Linked DNA regions of Mus musculus: region 2 is linked to region 1. Evidence: chromatin contacts called from public Hi-C data. All regions are on one chromosome and are shown on one strand. Each heading gives the region's core, a stretch centred on a gene start, on an enhancer-like site or on the middle of the called end of the contact. The rest is flanking DNA. Distances are from core to core; before and after follow the strand shown. Region 1 overlaps Gm36139 (a long non-coding RNA gene). Region 2 overlaps Swt1 (SWT1 RNA endoribonuclease homolog (S. cerevisiae)).

Evidence for each region. A called contact is a pair of places that touch in the nucleus more often than the background predicts.
Region 2: a Hi-C map of bone marrow-derived macrophages shows a contact between it and region 1, with 20 read pairs. The contact joins two enhancer-like sites. A contact is called at or near these places in 5 of 484 Hi-C or Micro-C datasets (CD8 T cells, the CH12 cell line, the N1E-115 cell line and 2 more), 12 of 115 datasets of contacts at active chromatin or transcription factors (embryonic basal ganglia, embryonic limb bud, embryonic stem cells and 5 more) and 3 of 9 other capture datasets (adipose tissue, embryonic stem cells and liver).

The regions. Positions count from the first base shown.
Region 1 is chr1:151,093,400-151,101,297 of GRCm38.p6, reverse strand. All of the region lies in intron 1 of Gm36139 (a long non-coding RNA gene), which reads left to right. Among named protein-coding and RNA genes, the nearest start is that of Gm36077, 13 kb to the right of the region's middle. Within about 2 kb of position 5,072, at least 110 of the 459 cell types and tissues checked have an H3K27ac peak or open chromatin away from gene starts, as enhancers often do. A contact at or near this core is called in bone marrow-derived macrophages, where this site is marked.
Region 2 is chr1:151,368,552-151,376,449 of GRCm38.p6, reverse strand. It overlaps Swt1 (SWT1 RNA endoribonuclease homolog (S. cerevisiae)), which reads left to right. Exons shown (of 20, transcript NM_025819.4): 18 at 4,076-4,142; 19 at 5,807-5,871; 20 at 7,862-7,898. Among named protein-coding and RNA genes, the nearest start is that of Ivns1abp, 28 kb to the right of the region's middle. Within about 2 kb of position 4,674, at least 18 of the 459 cell types and tissues checked have an H3K27ac peak or open chromatin away from gene starts, as enhancers often do. A contact at or near this core is called in bone marrow-derived macrophages, where this site is marked.

The sequences.
Region 1 (7,898 bases), core at 3,823-6,322:
ACCCTTCACTGGAGGAAGGCAGGGCAGACACTCAAACAGAGCAGGAACCTGGAGGCAGGAACTGATGCAGAGACCATGGACGGGGTGGGCTAACTGGCTTGCTCCCCATGGCTTGTTCAGCCTGCTGGCTTATAGAGCCCAGGACTGCCAGCCCAGGGATGGCACCACCCACAATGTGCTGGGTCCTCCCCCATCAATCATTAATTAAGGAAATGCCTTACAGGGTTGTCTGCAGTCTGATCTTATGGAGGCATTTTATCAATTGGGGTTCCCTCCTCTCAGACGACTACAGCTTGTGCCAAGTTGACATTAAATTAGCCAGCACATTCACTGAGCCATCTCTTTTGCCCTCAAGCTCAAAGCACTAAACCATTTTTTAAATGTGTGGTTCCTTTTAAATTGGCACAGCATTCTCAGTGCTAACACATTTTGTCATGTCTGATTTATGGCTGTAGTCTTCACTTGAGAAAAATGACGCCTTTCCTCTTTCCTCACAAATGTCTGTAATAAATGGGTGCTCCCTGATCTGGGACTTTCTCATTTCTTTCCCTGTCGTTAGTTTAAAGCGCGGTCGGTGTCGGTCTTCCATGCCTAGATAATGTGAACACGTGATTAATCACAGCGGTCTCTCTTTGAAGCCCTTTCTTGCTGATGATTTCACAGCCAAGTCTTGCGGTGCAGATATTCAGGATCATTTTTATTTAGACTCCTGAATATTTGCAAGAATAGACTAGCAGCTATAGACCAGCAAGAATAGACCAGCGCTTCTCAATCTGCGGGTCGTGACCCTTTTGGGAAACAAATGACCCCTTCACAGAGGTCGCCTATCAGATATCCTGCATATCAGATATTTACATTGCGATTCATAACAATAGCAAAATTGCACTTATGCGGTAGCAATGAAAATAATTCTACGGTTGAGGGCCACCACAACAGGAGGAACTGTATATTAAAGGGATACAGCATTAAGAAAGTTGAGAACCATGGGTGTAGACGGTGAACTTAAGAGTCTCTTAAAATCTCTGGATCTGTCTAGGCATTCGCCACATGGAACAGTGACTATACTGTCCTCAACATAGGCATGTGGCTGTCTATGGGCTGCACTGAGTCACCTGACTCCACACCAATGGATGGTGTCTTTCTTCAACATAGACACTTAAGGCGCAGAATTTTGTTTATTATTGTACATTGGCTCAACAAGATAAGGGAACGTGCTTCATTCAGAGGCAGCTTGATGAACTCAGTGGAGAGGTTGCCCCATTGATTTCTCAGAAGCTGCAATGGTCACCAGGTGGTGGATCTCTGGGTGCACACATGTTCTCAATGAGCAACTTGGAAATGCATGAAGGAGCAATGGTTGATGTGGGAAGCACGAGTCCTTCTGACAGGTGTGTACATGGACCTTCCATACTTTCAGAACCTTTCACCCGCTCATCAAGGCTTACAGAAGTGATGGTTGAAGATCTGATCATCTAGTTTGTAAAATTAGGTTTTTGGTGTGACCAGAATTGGAGGGGTTTTTGTTGTGTTTTGTTTTTGTTTTTTTTGTTTTGTTTGCCCTGCCATTGCTTTCTGAAAACGATTCCTAGAAAATTTTTGACCTTTGTGCTACATGGAGAAAGGAAATGTATAGATTTGATAAAATCAGATAATTCTAAATTTTCTTTTTTAGTTCTTTGAAGGAATTTTAGAAGTTCTATTAGTTGAGTACACAGCAGAATGAGGCAGTTTTTTTTCCCCCAGTGTTGTGAATTGAACCCAAGGTCTTGCACACACTAAGTGAGCACTCCATCCCTCAGCCCCAGAACATCTGGGAATCAGGTAGAACTACAGGGGAAGAAAATGAAATGAAACATTTGCCCATTCGGTTCTATGATATTTGTTTATAATTCTACCTTTTAAAATCTTGTACCCTAAACTGGGTGTGGTTGAACAGGCCTTTAATCCTAGGACTCCAGAGGCAAAACCAAGCAGGTCTCTGGGAGTTCCAGGCCAACCTGGTCTATATAATGAGTTCCCAGCCAGCTAGTGAGACCTTGTCTTAACTCCCCAGCCCCTGAAACCAAAAGGATAAACAACTGTTCCATAAATACACGATCATTCAAATGCGTTTTAAAGTATATAGCACTCATTTACTCTGATGTTATGCTATAGATGTAATGTTTAAAGGAATACAGGCATATTAATATAGTACAGAAAAACATGTGACTGTATTACCATATTATATAACAGTATATAAGCTATAAGTAGGATTTAGTGTGTCATCAATTTTATATATGACTAATGTTTGGCCAATCATCCCTGCTCGCCTGAGATGAGGGTTGCCAGGGATATGGGTGGGGCCTTTAGTTAAAGATACATATGAATAATCAGAGTACACAGCACTCCAGAATATTCTCTAAAAGGTAACCCTAGCAGGGATGAAAGTGTCATGACTTGTCTACAGCTTGGCTGTATTCCTTCTCTGTAAGAAAACAGGTCCAATATCCTTTCTGGATTCTTGTCCAATCCCAAATGGAGACCCCTTACCTCTCTCTTACAGTAGGCAAGAGAGCTGCTACCCCAAACTCATGCCACTTTTTTATTTAGTGTACTACCTACATTGACAATTCAACACTTGCAGTCGGGATATTTGGGTACAGAGCAGGCAGGACTGAAGGAAGAATGATACATTCAGAAGGAACTCCACATGACACAGAGTGAGGCGTTCTGTAGAATGGATAAAGAAGAGCCCCAGGCCAGCTTTATGCCCAGAGAGGACACAAATGGTCACAGTCCATTACTGAGTCAGTGTCTGTCAGAACCACCAGTGCCAGAAAAGCCCAGTGCGTCTCTATGGAAAGGCAACATGCTTTCTAGGGTCTTTATGTAAGGACAGCACTTTGGGTTGCAATAAGCAGTACAGTACCACAAAAAACAAACAAACAAATAGACAAACAAACAACCCCCGAGATCACAGATGAGCTTTGGGTGTTGCTTAAATACAGACTGAAGGTTTAATTTCCAGCTCAATTCAGTCAAGAATTCTATCTCGAATTCCCCATAGAATAGGTTCAGATACAAATGTGTCATCTGTAAGAAAATTAAGTGGGAAGAACTATACAAAAGATCTAGGTTTAAGGATACTTAGCAGCTGGTACAACCGGAGGTAGATGTTAGAGTCATTGCAAGGTGGCCTGAACTCCCTCCTGTTGAGGCAATGTTTTATGATGGTGTTTCAAGCAAGCTTTTGAAGTCTCAGAAGCCATGATTTTGAGGGATCCCACCTGACATTTGACCTGCACGTGGCCCATCGGGCCCAGAAGCAGTGGGACAGAGTTCGCCATGTTAGAGTTGGGAATCCAGACAAGAAAGCTACCTAAATAGAAACATCCTGCTTGTACTTGCTGTTCTTGCAGCTAGCTGTCTTCTGTCCTAAGACATGAATGAAGAGAAGGCACAAACACTGTCTCTGTAGAATGCAGAGCAGCACTGAGACAGTCAGTTCTCTGGGTCCTTGAGGAAATGAGTCCATTCATGACCAGGCCCCACACACATCCCTTTGGCTTCATTTTGACAGTGTTCTCAGAATCACTCAGATGATGATCAAGCTTCCACTTAGTGCATACACACACACACACACACACACACACACACACTGACTTTTGCTTTGGTTCCTTGAGTGTCACCAACCTTGAGCAGCCTACCCCGTGTTTCCTCTTGCTCTCTCTGTCATCTCTCCTTTCTTCTCTCCCTTCCTTCCTGCTTGCTTGCTTCCCCCCCCCCCATTTTAATTCCTACCCAAGCCCACAGGCCTCTTCAGCATTTTGGGATAAAACTCTGACTAGAGCTCTATAATTTTCCCACCCATTGCTCAATTGTCCTGGTGTCCAGAGCTCCAAATTTTCCCATCACCATTGTCTCCCTTGATGAAACTTGGAGGGCACTCTTTTTACATGGCTTTCTTCCTAACAAATTACATGGGCACAGACGTGAGTATATGTTTTATTCAAATTGCTCTGACATCAACCCATCCGAAGAAATCCCCAAATCAAGGACAGTTTGGGACTGGGTAGGAAAGTTGTCCTGTTACTGTTACTGTTGCTGTTTTGATACAGAATCTCATGTAGACATTGAGCCACTGACTGTCTTGCTTCTACTTTCCCAAGGCTGGGACTGCAGTTGCCACCAACCCTGCCTCTGTGTGTGTGTGTGTGTGTGTGTGTGTGTGTGTGTGTGCGCGCGCGCGTGCACACGCACACATGTGCATCCTATTATATCCCATCCTTGACAGATTCCAGAAGCCCTGGGCAGCATGGGATGCTATGGTCTTACTTGCACTCATGTCTTGAGATGCCTATGGCACTCTTACACACTCTTCTAGTAGTTGTTGGCAAGCTGTAAAACTTCCCTTTACTTGTAAAAAGTCTTGATTCTTGGAAGACATCTTTATTTCCAATGTTTTCCAGAAATAGATATCCTTTAGATTTTGTGAGTCGTAAGAAACTAGAGAAATTCTTCAGTAACAATTTAAACTGATGCTTTGCATACTCATATTTATGTATATACATGGATATATGTATATACATGCATGTATGTATGCACACATATATGTATATACACAAATATTTGTTTATTATATATATATATATATGGGGAGAGCGAGGACATGCCCTTATAATGACTTTTAGCCAAGTTTCTGGTGTTTTATTTATAATTGGAGAACCAGCATTTGGCACCTATTTATGAATTAATAAAACTGAAATGTCACCTGTCTTTTAAGTGAAACTTTTGACTTCTGTGGAATTTCTAACTACTCCCATTTAAGAGTTGTGTCCTTGAGGCAGTCACCAGTTTGGATTCTTAACTATAACAAGTTTAGCATTTGCCCTTTAGAGATCAATCACCAGGCTGAAGTCGTCACGTGAAACGTTTACTGTTTATCACCCGACAGCTGTTCCAAAGCCTTATCACCTGCTCTGCTCCCAGCTCGCTCTGGAAACTGAGATATTTACTCCCTGACTATGTACAAAAATGCTTGCAGTATTTTAGCAACCAAACAAATCACACAAGGAGAAAGAGCTTCCAATGGCTTGCTTGTGGTTACGGTTGCTAGGGCAACCACTTCCTTATAGAGTGTTTAACAGCAGCCATGGTTTGGTTTTGTTCCGCACCGCACCCCCCCCCCCACCGCCCCTGCCCCCCCCTCCCCCAGCCCCCAGTGCTACAGAAGCAAAGTTTGTTCAGAAGCCCAGAGGAGCAGAATATAATAAAATGAACCACAAATGAAAATGCAGAAGAGGAAAAGTTCTGGATATCAACTGATGATATATCTGGTATTCTGGAAATCAAACTGAAAGCCAGCAGAATAAAGGTGGAAGAAGGAAGCTCAAGGTCCAACTGTTCTGTGACTACACCATGCTCAGTTAAACAAAGAACCTCACCACTGGGTGCGCACAGTGATAAGGGAATTTTAATTAGATTTGGTAACCGTTGGAAAGAGGTTTGGCTCTATTGCATGGTGATAGACTAGACTGTGAGACGTTGCATGGGCCGCCGAAATGAAGACAGACTTTCTGGGGTTGTACAGTTTTATTTTAAAGGAAAGAAACAATTGTGGTGCATGCTGCTGCTAAAACTCCTTACTGAGAGAGAAAGGACTTGAGATATTGAAATAGAGGAAGTCTAATTTCAAGACACATTTTTCTCAAGGCTTATGAATTTAGAACAAGATACATACCAGGGAGAGTTGAGACTGGTTTGATCCCGTAGCTTTTAAAAAATCATTATTTCTCCATGTGTGACTGTTTGTGTTTTGTGTATATGTGCAGGGACTCGTAAGGTTTTTTTTTTTTTAAACTAATTTATTTATTTTTATGTGCGTTGGTGTCTGCCTGCTTGAATGCCTGTGTGAGGGTGTCCGATCCTCGGGAACTGCAGTTACACACAATTGTGAGCTGCCATGTGGTCTCTGGGAATTGAACCCAGGTCCTGTGGAAGAGCAGCCAGTGCTCTCAACTGCTGAGTCATCTCTCCAGCCCTTCTTAAGATATTTTTTAATTAATTTTTTAGTTAATTATTTTATTTATTTACATCCCAAATGTTGTCCCTCTCCTGGTCCCCACCCCCCAGAGTTCTTCACCCCTCCTCCTTTCCTTCCCCTCTGAGAAGGTACCCCCACCTCCAGGATCCCCCTTCTCTGGGCCATGAAGACTCTTAAGGATTAGGTGCATCATCTCCCACTGAGGCCAGACAAGACAGTCCTCCGCTACGTATGTGTCTAGGGCTTCAGACCAGTCTATGTATCCTCTTTGGTCGGTGACTTAGTCTCTGGGAGCTCCCAAGGGTCCAGGTTAGTTAACACTGTTGTTCTTCCTATGGGGTTGCCATCCCCTTCAGCTCCTTCAATCCTAACTCTCCCATAGTGGTCACTGATCTCTGTCCAATGGTTGGCTGTGTCTGCATCTGTCTCAGTCAGCTGCTGGTAGAGCCTCTCAGAGGACAACCACGCTAGGCTCCTGTCTGCAAGCACAACATAGCATCAGTAATAGTGTCAGAGTTTGGTGCCCGCTCATGGGATGGACCCGAGGTTGGGCCAGTCACTAGACAACCTTCCCTTCATTCTCTGCTCCATTTTTGTCTCTGTATTTCTTTTAGATAGGAACAATTCTGGGTCAGACATTTCAAAGGTGAGTTGGTGATCCAATCCCTCCACTGTGGCCTCTGTCTATGTACTGGAGGCGGTCTCTTCAGGTTCCATCTCCACACTGTTGGGCATTTCTGCTAAGTTAACCCCATTGAGTCCTGGGAGGCTCTCACATCCCAGGTCTCTGGGACTTTCCAGAGGTTCCCCACCACCACCCTCCACCTCTGGCAGCTGCATATTTCCATCCATTCTCCTGGCCCTCTAGGCTTCTCTCCTGCCTCCCATTATCCCTGTCCTGCCCCCTTTTCCCTTCTCCCTCCCCTCTCCCACCCAGGTCCCTCCTTCCCTGTGCCTCCCTTCTAAGTGGGATTGAACCATCCTCACTTGGGCCTTCCTTCTTGCTAAATATCTTATGGTCTGTGGGTTGCATCATAGGTATTCTGTACTAATATCCACTCATCAGTGAGTATCTATTATGCTTAACTAACTTCAGTGAAGAACATGCTGTAAAAAGGTAGGGAAGAAACCTAACTGGAAGTGGAGAAATGGACATTTTGTTTTGCCTTTGTAAACCTAGTTAGTCAGCACATGACTAAGGTCCTCAGTGAATACACCACTTTAGCTTAGAAGACTGACCTATTTGCTCAATGAACATTTTTTTGAGCATCTATATTTTCAGTATTATAGATGCACATGGATGAATAACATGGAATTTCTTCTCAAAGAAGGAAAATATACAAACAAAATGAACTCTGTTTAAGCAATGTTATGAAAAATATACAGACTTCACTGGTTTAATTGGAATTCCAGAGTTAGATTCTCAACACTTGGCCAGAGTCCTTCAGGGAGCTCAGTTTGATATTCTGGGGCCGAAGTAGTCTCTTCCCTCCTTCATTCCTTGCCCCCACCCCACCTCCTTGCTCAGGTCATATGTATCCCAGGCTGTGATACCTTGTCTGCAGGTCATAGGTATCTATATCTGACATGCCAATCCAAGTGAGATCAGAAGGGAAGCCCTGGCTCTGACTCTGACCACCAGACTCTCCTTTCCCACAGTCTACAGCAGTGGTTCTCAATCTTCCTAATGTAGTGACCCCTTAACACAGCTCCTCAGCTTGTAGTGACCCCCAACCATAGAAAATTATTTTCATCGCTATTTTGTAACTGTATTTTTCTACTGTTATGAATTGTAATTTAATATCTGAAATGCAGGATTTCTGACAGGTAACCCCTGTGAGAGGGCCATTCAACCCACAAAGGGGTTTTGATCCAA
Region 2 (7,898 bases), core at 3,425-5,924, 280 kb before region 1:
TTTTATATAAGCAGAAGTGTTTTAAGGTTGTTTTTAAAAAGCAGTGTTGTCTGACACCATAAGAGTTGGAATCCAGAGCGTCATACATTTTGGACAGTCACTCTACCATCGTGCTACATTCTTAGTTCAAAACAGCTACTCTCATGAGCACAAACCCTTTTGTGTAGTAAATACAGATGATAATAAAGTTCTATAAGCCTGGCGGTGGTGGCGCACACCTTTAAATCCCAGCACTTGGGAGGCAGAGGCAGGCAGATTTCTGAGTTCGAGGCCAGCCTGGTCTACAAAGTGAGTTCCAGGACAGCCAGGGCTACACAGAGAAACCCTGTCTCGAAAAACAACAACAACAACAATAACAAACAAACAAAAAAGATAATAAAGTTTTATTTAGAGTGAAAAAATTAATTGTGGAGTTGGAATAAAAATTCTAAAAATCAGTTATGTTCTACTTTTAATAGAGGATTATTAAATGTATACATTTACTTTGTGCTTAAACGGATATCCCTACAAAATTAATAAAAACAGGACTCTACAAATGTACTTTGGGGTACACTATAAATGTACATAGCTTAAAATGGAAACTGAGTACTCAGAGCACCAGTGCAAGTGTTGTAGGTGTGTTTGTGTGTCTGTGAAAGTAGACAGCAAGAATGGTGGCCCACGGTGATAACCCCAGCACAAGAACCAGGATTTCAGGGCCAGCCTAGACTGCATGATGAGAGATCCCATCTCAACAAAGTCCTGAAAGAAAGAGAGGGAAAGAGAGAGGGAGGGAGAGAGAGGGAGGGAGGGAGGGAGGGAGGGAGGGAGGGAGGGAGGGAAGGGGGGAAGGGGGGAAGGGAGGAAGGGAGGAAGGGAGGAAGGAAGGAAGGAAGGAAGGAAGGAAGGAAGGAAGGAAGGAAGGAAGGAAGGAAGGAAGGAAGGAGAGAGAGAACACATGATACGTTGCTTCTAAGTTAGAAATCAAGGACAGGTCCAGTGGTGTCGCATGCCTTTAGTCCCAGCACTTGGGAAGCAGAGGCAGGCAGATCTCTGAGTTCCAGGACAGCCAGGGTTACATGGAGAAACAGAGACAGACAGGAGGAGAGTGAGGGTGAGAATTGCAGCCTACTTAGCTTAATGTTTATGTATGTTTTACTTTTATAAATAAGATTGAAATGGCCTTTAAAAACAATTATACCCTAGCCAGACAGAGGTGACACAAGCCTTTAATCCCAGTACCTGGGAGGCAAGGCAGGTGAATTTCTGAGTTGCAAGCCAGTCTGATGTACCAATTGAGTTCCAGAATGGCCAGGGCTAAACAGAGAAACCCTGTCGCAAGAAAAACAAAAAATAAAGACAATAACAACAGAGAAGTATGCTCTTTGACGATGATAAGATGGCTCAGCAGGTAAAGGTGCTCACTGCACAGGGCGGATGACTTGTTTGGTTCCTAGAACAGAAGGATGGAAGGAAAGAACCAGTCCCACAAAGCCATCTCCTAATGTCACACGCGCACCGCGGGCTCCACGCGTGCGTATGAACACAGCAATAGCAAATAGCGTTGAAGAACGAGACCTACTGAAGGAAGCTACACATCTGTTTTGCGAATTTTAGATTTGTGCCTGTAATAACTTTTAGATGAAGTATTTAAAATAATGTTTTCTTAGTTTCATGTTCAGTATCCTATGCAGAAGAGGAAAGAGGGAGAACAAGCTAGTTTTTCCTTTTAGAAAACATGATACATTTTGAAGCTGTCTCTTCTCCCCTACCCCTGTGTGTGTGCGCGCGTGTGTGTGTGTGTGTATGTGTGTGTGTGTGCATGCGCGCTCGCATGTGTGTGTATGTATGTGTGTGTGTGTGTGTGTGTGTATGTATGTATGTGTGTGTGTGTGCATGCGCGCTCGCATGTGTGTGTGTGTGTGTGTGTGTGTGTGTGTGTGTGTGTGTGAGTGTGTGGCAGAGATTGATGTTGGGGTCCCTTGCTCAGTTGTTTTCTTCATCTTATCTGAGACAGGGTCTTCGGCTGACCCTGGAGATTGCCATTCTGACTAGATTGGCTGGTCAGTTAGCCCCAGACTCTACCTGTTTGTATTACCTCCCAGCACTGGGGTGACAGTGCATCATGTGCACAGCCATGCCTGGCTTTTATGTAGGTGCTAATAAACTGAATTTAGATCATCTGTTTGTTTGCGCAGTAAGCAGCCTTACCTGTTGGGCCATTTTCCCAGGCCTTGAGGCTGTTCCTCAAGCTTAGATGACTTTTTTCCTTTTCTTTTTTAATGCTCTACTTAGTTGTAGGGACAAATAATAACTAACATAAATTTGACTATGTAAGGCCTAATCATAAAATATGATTTCAAAAAATTAAACCTGTTCTTGGTTTAAGAAAAGATGGTTCTTATTAGTTGTTTTAAAACCTTCACTTTACAGTTTCAGTTTGAAATACCTTGTAATACAAGCGTTTCTCTCTCTCTCTCTCTCTCTCCCTCCCTCCCTCCCTCCCTCCCTCCCTCCCTCCCTCCTCTCTCTCCTCTCTCTCCTCTCTCTTTCTCCTCTCTCCTCTCTCGCCCTCCCTCTCCTCTCTCTCTCTCCCCTCTCTCCTTTCCCTCCCCCTCTCTCTCCTCTCTCTTCTCTCTCCCTCCCTCCTCTCTTTCTCTCTCCCTCCTCTCTCCCTCTTCTCTCCTCTCTCTCTCCCTCCTCTCTCTTTCTCTCTCTCTCCTGTCCCTCTCTCTCCTCTCTTCTCTCTCTCCTCTCTTCTCTCTCTCCTCTCTCTCGTTCTGTCCCTCTCTGTTGTATTTCCATAAGATGGACACTCCTGAAGCTAGGCTGGTGCTAGGCTGGCAGACAGCATGCTTTAGCGGGTGCCCTACCCTCTGTCTCACGGCACTGAGGTATACTACTACTATAGGACTAGGGATTCAAATTGATGTTCTCGTGCTTGTGTTGCAAGTGTTCCCTCACCCACTGAGCCCCTGGAGCTGTTTTCTAAAACAATTACAGGCATAAGATCTGAAATTTCTGTATTTCTTGTTGTGAGTTTATGAAATTTCTAAACATTAATTTTCTATTACTCTTGCCCATTTTTTTTTTCAAGTGGGGATCAAATCGAGGGCCTGCATAAGTCCTACTCTCTTTTAACATTTGGAAAGAGCATGCCCATCCACAGACAGGATCACCATCATGATTTCTTACTAAGGAGGTCTATAATCACAGCATCTTTTCAGATCCACTGGTGCTTAGTCACTTTACATTTTAATTTTTATCTATTTTATTAGAAAGTACTTTTGACTTACTAATTGAGATATTGGGATAGCTGACCTTTTGAGGGTAAGCAAGATTATTTATAAAAGCTCTTCTTTCAGTTGGCATAGAGTGTAGTGGCTCATAGCAATACTCAGGGAACTGAGGCATGAAGAACTCCAGCTGGAAGTCAGACTAGTCTATACTGTAAGGCCTTTAAAAAGAAGGATTAGTTGGCACAATGACAGCATTTTGGATTGTTTGTATCTAGATTCTGCTAGTTTGTTGAAACAAAACATTTCATTAAAAACTTCAAGGGGCTGTTAAGATGGCTCAGTGGTTAAGATCGCCTACTGCTCTTCCAAAGGTCCTGAGTTCAAGTCCCAGCAACCACATGGTGGCTCACAACCATCCATAACAAAATCTGATGCTCTCTTCAGGAGTGTCTGAAAACAGCTACAGTGTACTTACATATAATAAATAAATAAATATTAAAAAAAACTTCAAGTTGCAGTTTTAGAAGTATCTTCTTAGTAATTGAATTAATTGTCATGAACAGAGTGCTTGGCCACTAATAAAGGGTTTTCTTATTTTGAGTTAGAGGGATTTACTCATTGAGGCTTAACCTACTATATTCAGAGTGTATCTTTTCTTCTTTTAGATTAGTGGTTCTCAACTTTCCTAATGCTGTGACCTTTTAATAACAGTTCTTCATATTGTAGTGACCCCTACCCATAAGAAATTACAGAAAAACTTTTGAATAAACTTGATAAACATGAGTGACATGTATAAGTTTGAAGGAGAAAATTAAAGATTTGTTTAAAATTAATTTCCATTTATTTATTTATTTTAGGATTTTGGCTCCTAATAGTAATTACCAAGATGTTGAGACTCTCTATAACTTCCTAATCAAGTATGAGGTATGGAAAGTATTTATATATTATTCATATAATATTTATATATTGTTTGGATATAAATAAATACAAGAAGATTGCTATTGATATTTTCTTTAAATAAAGTGGTTTTTTTGTTTGTTTGTTTTTTTATTTTGAGCCAGGATCTTGCTCTCTTGTACAGGCTAGCCTAAATTAAAGTTTCTTAGTGTCATAAAAATTTGCCAATAACATTTGTTTTCTTAAACATATTATATTTAAGATATACAAGGAGAGCTGGCCCTGCCCCTTGCCAGCATAGGCACTTGGGCGAGCTGCCCTTGGGCAGTGCTAGAGAACTGGGATTGAACAGCTCAGTTATTCTACCCAGGGCTTTTGAGTTGGCCCACTCTAACATCTACCCCATCTATGAGCTGCTGGAGCTTATCAAGGGGCCAGACCTGCAGATCTAAAGCTGCAGGGTCTCCACGACACAGGCAACAATGGGCTGAGGGGAGTCCCAGTGAGGATCCAGTATTGATAGTGTAGCAGAAGCCAGAGGCCTCGGACCAGACCAGTGACTCATTGCACATAAATAGAACATCGTCTGCATTAGTAGTAGTGAGATGTCTCGGCTGGCAAAAGTACTTGCTGTGCAAACCTGCTGATGCAAGCTTCATCCAGTCACTCAGATTTGTCCTCTGACTCTGACACTTACACCGTGGCATGTGTGTGTACCACACTAACATACACACCCACATACTACTAACATACACTAACATACACACCCATATACTACTAACATACACTAACATACATACCCACATACTAATGATAAAGTAAAATTTCAAAAGAGAAAAGTTTTTCACTTTGTGATTCAAGTGTGCAACAGTTTGAATGATAGACTTTTACATTTATGGTTTTATAAATTACATCTCTGGGTTATAACAGACTTTTTTAAAAAACAGATTTTTCAGAAAATGTCCATGGACTAGGGAATACGTCTAAGGAAGAGCATTTGTTTAACATGCATGACGCTCTGAGTGGAATTCCTGGAACCTAAGGAGGTGGGGAGGGAGGAAGAAAAGGAATGAATGAATGAATGAGTGAGTGAGTGAGTGAGTGAAGGGAAGAGGAAGGGACAGAAATACCGTTAATTCAAACCTTTTCCTAAATCAAACCTCTTTAAAAAATTTTTTATTTTATATATATATATGAGTACACTGTAGCTGTCTTCAGACACACCTGAAGAGGGCATCAGATCCCATTACAGATGGTTGTGAGCCACCATGTGGTTACTGGGAATTGAACTCAGGACCTCTGGAAGAGCAGACAGTGCTCTTAACTGCTGAGCCATCTCTCCAGGTCCTAAATCAGACCTTTTCAATAGCTTATAGACATATTTTTTTTTCTGTCCAGTTGAATGGCAAAGTAATCTGCTCTTAAGTAAAATTGCACTGCATTGGGGCCACTCGTTTCTACTGTTTCTAGTTCAGTGAATAGATGAGTTGTAAAAATAGAACTAAAGTTTGCATAGAGTGTGGTGTTAACATTACAGTCACTGAACTTCTTCCTGTCATTGATTCAGTTGTCTTAGGCAGTGCCTGGAGAGCTGAAATTCTGTTCTCAGGATATGCCCCACTGGGGTTGTAATTTCATTGCTCATTCATTTTAACATATCTCCTTACTAACTGTACTTTGGTTCTTTTCAGGTAAACAAAAATGTCAAATTCACTGCCCGGGAACTTTATGATTGTGTTTCTCAGACTGAGTACCGGTATGTAGATGATGAGATATCTGTAACAGACTTTTACCCTGTTTGCTACCACTGTGGGAGAGTGAAGCCATTTTTTTTACGGTGTGTTTGTGTGTGTGTGTGTGTGTGTGTGTGTGAACATGCATGTAGAGGCCAGCAGTGGATGTCAGTCACTCTCCACCTTGTTTTTGGGATAGGGTCTAGCCACTGAGCTCTGGGATCTTCCTGTCTCCACCTCCTGCATGAGGATTGTAGGCAGATGCTGCTGTGCTGATATCTGAACTCAGTCCTGTTTTCATGGCAAGCACTTTAAAAGTGATCTCCCTAACCTCTCACGATTTTTTAAAACCCATATTAGTACAAAATATTTCATATATGCAGAAAGCCTGTTAGTTTATCAGCTATATAGTTTGAAATGGTTTTTATACGTTTGACCACAAGATTTATGTATGCATGTGTATACAATCTTATTTATTTATGTGTTTATTTATTTATTTGCTTACTCTGAAGCAAGGTCTTGCTGTATTGCTCAGACTGGTTTTGAATTTGTGAGAGCCAACAAGTCCTCTTGTGTCAGTCTCCCTAATAACTGGGACTATGGACATGTACCACCATCTATCTCTGTAGATTATTGAAGACTCTAAAGAGCTTTTGTTCATGTGGGCCACATCCTATCTAGTCTGTTTGAACTCAAAACTTGAGGGTGTGGTGGTGCATGCTATAGATGCTTGGAAGGCTGAGACATATTTAAGCCATATTAGGCAACTTAGTAAGACTATCAGAGAAAGAAAATAGAAATAGTTTTCACTTTAACTTAAGACAAATGGTTTTTATAGACCTAAAGGAAGAACTTTGTTGAAGTTAGGAAGTATCCAAAATGTTTTGAGTGCTCCTCATGTTTGGGATCCCATTACCAAGATGAGTGCTCAGGGAGGATGACTCACTGGAGATGCTGGACAAGTCTGAGGAAAGGAACTCAGGAGGTCCATCACAACGAACAGCTTTCTGCCCTGACAACCTGCTCTAGGATACAGCCACGAGTGATTGCTGTCAGAATACTAATTCATGAAGAGAAGGAAGTCAGTGCCACTAGGCTGAAGAGGAGAGCCCCCTCTTAACCTTGAGGGTAGGGAAGAGAAGAAAAAGGAAGGATAGGGAAATAGATTCAGTTACTGAAAGATATGTTTACTTGCTTGTTCACAACTTCAGAATAAATAACCAAGGATAGGAATGTAGACCTTCCTAATTTTTGTTTTATTTTAGAATTTATAAGAAAACATTTTCATCTTTTTGAACCTTGTACAAGGCTCTTCTGAAAACCCTTTTTTTTATTAGTTGTGAAGAATTGGCAGCAAAATCAAAACTAATTTTAAGTTAGGAAATAGGTCTATGGTAACTCAAAGCCAAAATTTTTATAAGTAACATTTTTATTCTTTTGAGAATTTCATGCAGCATATTTTGATCATATTCAGTTCTCTCACCTGCTTACCTGCCCAATTTCAAGAGCCAACACACCTAGCTGTAGAACTGTTTATTTAAAAATTACGTGTGGTTGGTGTGTGTGTGTGCGTACCACAGCACACATGGTGAAGGTAGAGGATAATTTGGAGAATCACTTCTTTCCTTCTCCTATGTGGGTCCAGGAGTCAGATGTAGGTGCTGGACTGGAGAAATGGCTCAGGGGTTAGGAAGTCTTACTGCTCTTTGGAAAGGACTGGAGTTCAGTTGCCAGCGTCCAACTTGGGCTTCTCACAACCACCTATAACTCCACCCCCAGAGGATCTGACACATCCTTCTGGCCTCTGTGCACTAAATTCATTTGTATGAACCCACACATAGACATACAAATGAATACACTTAAAAATAAGGAATTGTTGAGACAGGGTGTATAGCCTTGTCTAGACTGGAACTCCCTACATAGACCAGGTTGCCTAGACCGCACAGATAGATACCTGCCTGCCGCTGCCTCTGGGATTCTTGACTGTTTTGTGATTTACTTCTTTTCCCCTAGGGAAAGATTAACCATTGGATGCCGCCAGCTGATTGAG